Regions from separate parts of the Sus scrofa genome. Here region 1 is linked to region 2. Evidence: chromatin contacts called from public HiChIP or PLAC-seq data. All regions are on one chromosome and are shown on one strand. Each heading gives the region's core, a stretch centred on a gene start, on an enhancer-like site or on the middle of the called end of the contact. The rest is flanking DNA. Distances are from core to core; before and after follow the strand shown. Region 1 holds the start of DHRS3 (short-chain dehydrogenase/reductase 3). Region 2 overlaps VPS13D (vacuolar protein sorting-associated protein 13D).

Region 1 (3,954 bases), core at 909-3,408, 150 kb after region 2:
GCTGGCCTCAAATCTCTCTCTCTAATGCTCTAGTCACTGGGTGAGTCAGCCCGACTTGGGTAGGAGTTGGGTGACAGCTGGCTCACCCTCCCCACTCACAGGCACCAGGTCTGGGAAAACCGGAGGAAGAGCTTCTGGGACTACCAAAAAGTGAAAGGCGGCGCTTGGGTGTTGTGGGCGTCGGGGGGCTCACCACGGGGTCACCCGCCCCCCCTTTAAAGGGAAGAGATCCTCTCTGAGGCTGGATTTGGGGTAGGGGGCAGAGGCAGCATTGAAATGAGAACAAGGGCTCTTTATCATCAGCTGGTCACCCCTGTCCCTTCTTTCCAGATTTCCAAACACCTGGGCCTCCGAAGTGCCTATAAGCTTAGGCTAGACCATCCAACACTGCTTCCCCCTTTTCAAACCCAAATCAAGTAGCCCCACTCTTCCAGTCTCCAGAGCTGCAGCCGCCCAGGTTGGGGCTGGGAAGCGAGCTGCCAAGGAAAATACGAAGCACCAGCTCGCAGGCGGCTCTCTGCTCTACCCAGGAGCGCACACACCCTGCATTCACCAGCGTGGCGGTAAAAGAGGGAAAGGCGAGAGGGAAAACACACCACCTTCCTTCGGGAGGGAGGAATGTGGGAAACGGGTGAGTCGGCTAAGTTTCGAAGCAGGGCTGAACAACCAGCTACAGAGCCCAAAGGAGCTGGTCAGCTCCGGACCTGCCAAAAAAGACTGGCTGGTGCCCCGGGAAATGTACAAGGTGAAACTGACTAGCTCAGCACTCGCGGGTGGCGCAGAAAAGTAGGGTGGCCGGCGACTTTCAGACCCTGCTCCCTGGTTCTGGCAGCGGTGGCAGGTGGGCGCACCCCCTACCCCCGAGGTCGCCCTCGCCTTCAGCCCCCACCCCCTGGAGTTGCGGTGCCCCGGTACCTTTCTGGCGCCGCGTTCTGCGAACTCCCTAGCGAGCTGGCGCCCGATGCCTCTCCCGCCGCCGGTGATGAGGACGTTTTCCCGCGACAGGTCCCGCAGCTTGGCGGGCAGCACCAGTCCGATGGCAGCTTTCACCACCAGATAGATCATCTGCAGAGGGAACACTACCAACGCTCCCAGCCATTTCCACACCATCCTCCGCGCCGCGGAGCCGGGCAGGGGTGGGGGGGCGAAACTCCCCGGACCGAACAAAATAGGACTTAAAAAAGAAAATACCCCCCCAACAATAATAAATAAACCAAATAAGGGGGAAGAGAGGCGTCCCACCTGGCCACTCTAGAAATCACCTCTTCCCAAATGCAAAGCAAGCATCGGGTGGGAAAAGGGGAAAAAAAAAAAAAAAAGAGAGAGAGAGAGAGAGAAAGAGATAAATCCTCGGGAGGAGAAAAAGCGTCTCAGAAGGTTGGGACAGTAAGAGAGGTGGAGGGGAAGCCGGAGGTGGAAAGTTCTAACAAGAACTTTCTTGCCCCAGCAGCCGTTTCGGCTGGGGAATTCTCAGGTAATGTTTACAGGCTGACAGAGGAGTTTAGGCAGGGAAGGAAAAAAAAAAAAAAAAAAAAAAAAAAAAGCACCAACCACACGCGCGCACCCTGCTACAGTCCCGCGGTTTCAAAGTGCAAGACTAAAAAAAAAAAAAGAGCTGTTTCCAAATTGCAGCGCCCCCCACCCCTTCTTCAGGGGAAAAAACAGTGTGTGTGCTGGGGGGCGGGGGGGGGGAAGTGCTTGTAGCTCCCAATTTCAGTCCGCAAAAGTCTCCCGTCTCATTGCTATTCTTGGGCTCAGGAAATTGCTTAAAAGCGATCTGATTGCCAGCAACGTGCAGGAGAAGTGGGGGGTCCGGGTGTCAGTTTCTTTACGTGCATGGCTCGCCCTCGCGCGCGCTCGCTCTCTCCGGCTCCCTCCCTCCCTCTCTCTTCCAGCGGAGCCTGGGAGTTGCCGCTCGATCCGGCTCCCTCTCTCTCCCTTGTAAGCATTTATTGCCTTCTTTTTGTCCTTTCCAACTTGGAGAGGGCCCGGGTGCGGAGCGCGCGTGGATCGGACTCCCTCTTCTCCGGCGCCTTATCCATTCGCTCCCGGGGCAGCCGCGGAGAGGAGCAAGAGGGCGCCCCCCCCCCATTTTTTTAAATACTCCATTAAGTCTGATTGACAGTTAAAGTTGTTCAGAGGCTTCACTACCGTTCCTGTGAGTGGCTGCCGCGGGCTCCCCTCCCCCTACGCAGTCTCGGGGCGCGCGCGCGGGCGCGCACTCGGGCTCGCTCCGACTCGCGCTCTCCCCCGGCCGGCTCCCCGTCTCTGCAGGCCAGGGCTTGCCGGCAGTGTCCCTGAGGGCTCGCCGCCGCAACTCACACGCCGGAACCGACTCCTGCGAGCCGGCTCCCTCCTTGAGACATTCCTCCCTGCCTGGGATGCGATCTCCCCGAACAGAGGCGCCCGCAGGCCAGGTGACCCCCTCTGCGTGCTGGGCAGGCCCAGAGGAGCTCGCGCTCGCCTCAAGCCATCAGGTCGCCCAGGGTTTATTTCAGATCCTTTGGCCATCCCCTGCTTCCAGGTAGGACCAGGAAGCCACTTCCGACCTTTGCCCAGAGGCCTCCTGTCTTAACTTTAGAGTGCACTTTCTAAACATGCCCCGAGTTGTTCAAGTAGCTGGGGTGGGGGGGAGCAGCTGGGGAGTAGGGTTTTGCTTTGAGGGGCAGGGGGTGGGCAGGGTAAAGGAACCTCTGCCCCCAAGGTGCCAATAAAATCCCTGAAAGATTAGCTGGGAGCGTATTTATTGCTCATCTGGGCTAGAATTACCTTGACTGACAGCAATTTCCTTAATAACAAAGGCCTGTAAACAAAATGTGCTAAACCAGTGCCCCCTGTGCTGTGCAGGCAGAAACTCCTCTCTTTGGGGCACCCACCTTGGCACCTCCTGTTTTCCCCCCAAACAAGAAGGTCTCCCCTGTTGGGGCTGGGCCCGCTGGGGTGTGTGTGTGTGTTGGGGGGACCTGACTCTATTTAGAGTTGTCTGTTGCAGGAAGTCTGGGAGGTGAGTCACTAAAAAGCAGTCCCAGCTAAAAGTGCTGATGGGACTTGCCTCCTGCTGCCCCTGATGTCCCAGGCCAGGAGGAGAGAGGGTGGGCCAGGCAGGTGCCCTGTAATCTGGGGCAGCCCTTCTCCAGCAAGAGGCTTGTTCAGACGCGGAGTGCTGGGCCTCACCGTGCCCCAGACGTTCTGATTCAGCAGTGCTGGGTGTGCTGGAATCAGTGCTCTGCCTGCACGATCTGCTGAGCATCTGGTGAGAAAGGCGTATTTGGGGGAGGGGGTGGCTGGGGTTTACCTCCTCCCTGGGCTGCAAAGACCCTTTAGTTCGCAGGCCTGGTGTGAGGGGGGGTGTTCTACAGGCCGGCTCATCCTTCCAGGTGAATTGGGAAAATCGTTATCTGGACCACTGGAAGAGCTAGAAGGGTTTGGGAGAGGGGCTGGATGAGAAACTGAGGGCTTAGATTCTGAAATTTAATCTTCCCACTGACCTGAAAGGGGTATCATTAACCCCATCTGCCAGGTAGTGTGGGAGGGAGGGATCCAAGTCCAGACCGGATTCCTCTTCCCACCCCACCCCACCCGGGACCCTCCTGCCTCCCTTCTCCTGCCTCCATGCAAGCCTCCAAAAGTAGGACCGAAAGGCAGGCCATGAGCTTTACAGACTCAGGCCACGGCTAAAGGCTAAAGGCAGGACTCTGTCAAAGTGATGGCCTCCTCCCACTTTGGAGGCCTGTAAAATGGGAAAAAAAAAAAAAAAAAATCCCAACCCTGGGGAGACAGGCTCTTCCCAGCCAGTAGTGGCTGGTGTCTGCCCCCACCTCCGCTGCCTAGAAGACCACTGGTCGAGTCTGGAGCCGGAACCCCTGCGCTCAGCCTATTCTCATATGTTATCCTCGCCGCCGCCTAGTGGTCTGGATGCGACACGGCGCCTCCAGCCTTCTGTGTTCGTACCAG
Region 2 (3,774 bases), core at 553-3,052:
TAATAGAATCCGCTTCATAGGGTGGTTGTGAGGGTTAAACTAATAAATGATTTCATAGGTGTCAAAGCCTTAGAACAATGCCTGAGACCCAGTAAACACCGCTGGCCTGTGTTTACAGTTCTCGAAGTTATCTTTGGCCTTCAGCACGTGGAAGCTCTCCTTTACCTGGTCTGCTGCGTGCTCACTTAAAACTTCATTTATTTGAAGAAACCAGTTGGGGAAAGACTTCTTTTCTAAAAAATCTTGTCAAGATATTTCAAACCCTTGGAGTTCCCATCATGGTGCAGCAGAAACGAATCCGACTAGGAACCATGAGGTTGCGGTTCGATCCCTGGCCTCCCTCACAGCATTGCTGTGAACTGTGGTGTAGGTCACACATGTGGCTCAGATCCCATGTTGCTGTGGCTGTGGTGTAGGCCAGCAGCTGTAGCCCCGATTAGACCCCTAGCCTGGGAACCTCTGTATGCCTCAGGTGTAGCCCTAAAAAAAAAAAAAAAAAAAAAAAAAAATTTCAAACCCTTGAAAAACACAACCTTGACTTTTTTGGTAAGAAGCTCAGCTTAAACGGGTGCCTGGCATCTATGATTACAATTTATGATGTCACCCTCTCCTTTCTTCCCAGCCTTTGGCATTAAAGAGAATATAGCTATTCATTTGAAATATAGCGTGCTTTACAAGAATGAAGTCCTTGTGACTGGGAATGAGATAAGTTGGAGCTTCTTTTCTATTGTGAAATGTTCCGTCTCATTTCTAAATTTCTACATTTTGAGATGTTCGTCTATTTATAATTGACTTCTTTATGCTTTTGCCTTTGTTCCAGAACGGGTGAGAGGTGACTCCTATATTACAGGATGAGACATGCGGGACTCAGCTGGGGAGGGCGGGGAGAGGAAAGGAAGGGATGTGCAGGAATAACCCTTGACATTTGCACGTGGCTTTGTGCTTTCTCCCCCCAAGTATTTTTAAAACCACGGTCTCTGAATTAACCCGGCAACGCTGTGGGTGGCGTCCTCCTTGTCTTAGAGATGAAGATGCTGATCCCCGTCGAGAGTGTGTGTTTTGCTCATGTTCACCTGGCTGATACTGAGATCTGGACTCCTTGCTCCCCAAAGCCTGTGTGCTTTCCTAGTGTTGAAATAACTCATCTGCCAAGTCAGGCGTGTGTATAACCATCCTGGAGAGATTTATCCCCCCGCGGCACGGCCCCTCTCACGCTTCAGTCCTGAGCACAGGCCATCTCTGCCCATTGGACCTTGTTGGCAGATGGAGGCCGCGTGGGGTGGGAAGGTGTAACCCCTTGACCAGCACCCGTTGTAGGGAAAGCGCCTCTGCCCCTCTCCCCCCCACCCCCACCCCGCATGCTTCTCAGGGTTTTCAGCTATAGACAAGCGGATGATGGCTCCTCAGCGGTCCCCTTCCCCTTCTGGGGGGAAGCCCGCAACGAGGCCTGGCTGAGCAGAGCTAAAGCCAGGACACCATCACACCCACAGCCAGGCTTAGAGGTCTGTCCTTCCCATGCAATGCTGCATAACCAGTGGGGAAAACGGAGAAAACTGGATTTGACTAAACCATGATACATGTCTGTTGCTGAAAATCAGTCTTCTTGTTGCTACCTGTGTGTATTCTATTTATTTCTGTGCCTTTAGCCTTACTGCAAACTCTACCAGTCCTTTGCAAAAAAAAGCAAAATCCTATTCCCAGAGTGCTTCAAACCACTCCGAGCTTCTAGATTAATCTGAAACAACATCTGAGTTCATAACTGGGTCAGCATTGCAGAAGAACAAGAGAGACTTGCCAATTCAGCAGGCGTGTGTCTTGGGCTTGTTAGGAACCGGGACTGTCTTGAGGTCTGACTTGTTGCTTATGTTTAGACCTTGTGTGCTGAGATAATTCTGGGTGGTTTAAGATGACTTTGTTTCTTAACTGAAAAGGAGTGTCTGTTGCCTGATAAGTGTTCACCCGTGAAATAGCAACATGGTGTATTTCTTAGGGTAGGAGGGCTTTTTAGATCTCCAGAGGCAACCCCCCCACCCCCTGCCACCAGAAAAAAAAACAAAACAAACCCAAGGTCATTGGCTTAGGCGTATTAACTGGAGTAGAATGCCAGTCCTAGCTTTAAAATGTCCACCATTCTTATTCAGGGTCTCTTTGGGATTCTTTCTCATTTCTCTTTTTACTCTCAGGACTGTACATCATTATAACCAAGTAGAGCTGAAAACAGACAAACCTGCCCCACTTCTAGTGGATAGAGATCTGGGGTCCAAAAATACCTCTTTCTTGCTAAATTGCAACTTGTGCCATGCCTTTTTTTCCCTAATGCCAGTCCACTCTAAGATGGCTTTTGTTATTAGTCTCTACCAACACTACTCTTTTCAAGTTCACCTCTTGACTTCTGCTTGCTTGGCTCTGTGACAGGACATTTTTGTGGATTTCTTCCTTCACAACTGGCTATTCCTTCTTAGTCACCTTAGCTATTGATTTCTTCTTTACCCAGTTTTCAGAGTCCCAGCGCGCTCCTCCACTGTTAGCTAAGTGAGGACCAGCTGTTTGGTTCGCCCTGTGTCATCAACAGACAGCCACTGCTTGTTGGATCACGTTCTCCTTTAACCCTGCCCTGATCACAAGTACCACCAAAAGGGTTTTTCAATGTCAAGGCAGAACTCACACTTCCAGAATCCTTTTAAGCTTGAATATGTTAACAATATGAGTGAAGTGCTGAAAACATCAGTTTTGAAGTGACTTAGATCTTACATGACTTGAAGGAGGTTTTCCTACCAGTCAACTGGCAGAGTCGAAAATGACTCTGAAGTTTAAGCCTCCAGATTGCTTGTAAGAAACTTGGGACAATCCCTGACCCCATGTGTGCTAGACACTGTGTGGGCATTTTGCATGATTTCCTTAACCCTTCAAGGCAGCCCTTTAGACTCGTTTTTTCAAAACCGCACTGAGGTTCCAATAAGTTGAGCAGCTTTCACCAAGATGCATATTTGGTAAGTGGCAGAGGAAGAACCTGACTCTTGCCCCTGCCTTTGTCTGTATCCGGGCAGCCCCCGCAGACTTCTCGTCAGTGGACTTCCTTCAGGCACAGGGTCACTGGGGGTTCTGGGTTTCCACCTTCTAGCATCTCTTGTTGCAGGGGATGCTGATCAGATTTGGGGCTATGCTGGCGACTGAGTCCTATGGCTGTACAGCCTCCTGGAAGAAGGCAGGACTGTCCCTCACAGGCAGACTCCTATCACTTCTGTTCTGTGGTCGCATCTGCCCTGGTGACCAGAAAGATGCTGTCACCAGCAATTCCTCATGGAGCAAGGATACTAAAGAGGAAATTTCCATTAGGTAAATAACTGTGAAAGAAGAACCCCAGAGCTGGGGAGAAATTCAAGCCCAGGCTCCTGTGACACTGGCCAACTATCTTTGGCATCTCATGCTTGCAGAATATCCTAAAAGGGCCAGGGAAACTGATAGGACCAAACAGAGGGACGCAGTGTGAATTTTTTTCTCTTGCATCACTCCAGCATCTCCTTGAATTTCAGTTTTATAAATCCCCTGTTCCGAGCCAGGTCCCAAACCCAGGCTAATTTGTCGTGGCTCCATTTCTGTGTAGGCAGTGGGATTATTTTTGGAAAGGGGGGTACTGATCGTAGCGTGTGTCAGCTACACAGTAGAACTGGCATCTTGAGATATTTTTGAGATTTTTACCCCCTTGCTGAAAATATGGCTTTACAGAAATTAATGGCTTTGGACTGTGGCCAGAATTCACAAGCGTGGTATGTG

Evidence for each region. HiChIP or PLAC-seq counts read pairs in DNA pulled down with a chosen protein or histone mark.
Region 1: a contact with region 2 is called in an H3K27ac HiChIP or PLAC-seq map of skeletal muscle. The contact joins the promoter of DHRS3 here to the enhancer-like site in region 2. A contact is called at or near these places in 4 of 5 promoter capture datasets (fetal liver, fetal skeletal muscle, liver and 1 more), 6 of 47 Hi-C or Micro-C datasets (embryonic fibroblasts, epiblast stem cells, fetal liver and 2 more) and 2 of 2 datasets of contacts at active chromatin or transcription factors (alveolar macrophages and skeletal muscle).

Annotation. Positions count from the first base shown.
Region 1 is chr6:72,597,075-72,601,028 of Sscrofa11.1, forward strand. DHRS3 (short-chain dehydrogenase/reductase 3) reads right to left here and starts at 2,159. Exons shown (of 6, transcript XM_021095382.1): 1 at 916-2,159. The coding sequence starts at 1,110.
Region 2 is chr6:72,450,594-72,454,367 of Sscrofa11.1, forward strand. The region is part of intron 64 of VPS13D (vacuolar protein sorting-associated protein 13D); the gene reads left to right. Among named protein-coding and RNA genes, the nearest start is that of DHRS3, 150 kb to the right of the region's middle. Within about 2 kb of position 1,803, at least 11 of the 83 cell types and tissues checked have an H3K27ac peak or open chromatin away from gene starts, as enhancers often do. A contact at or near this core is called in fetal liver, fetal skeletal muscle and skeletal muscle, where this site is marked.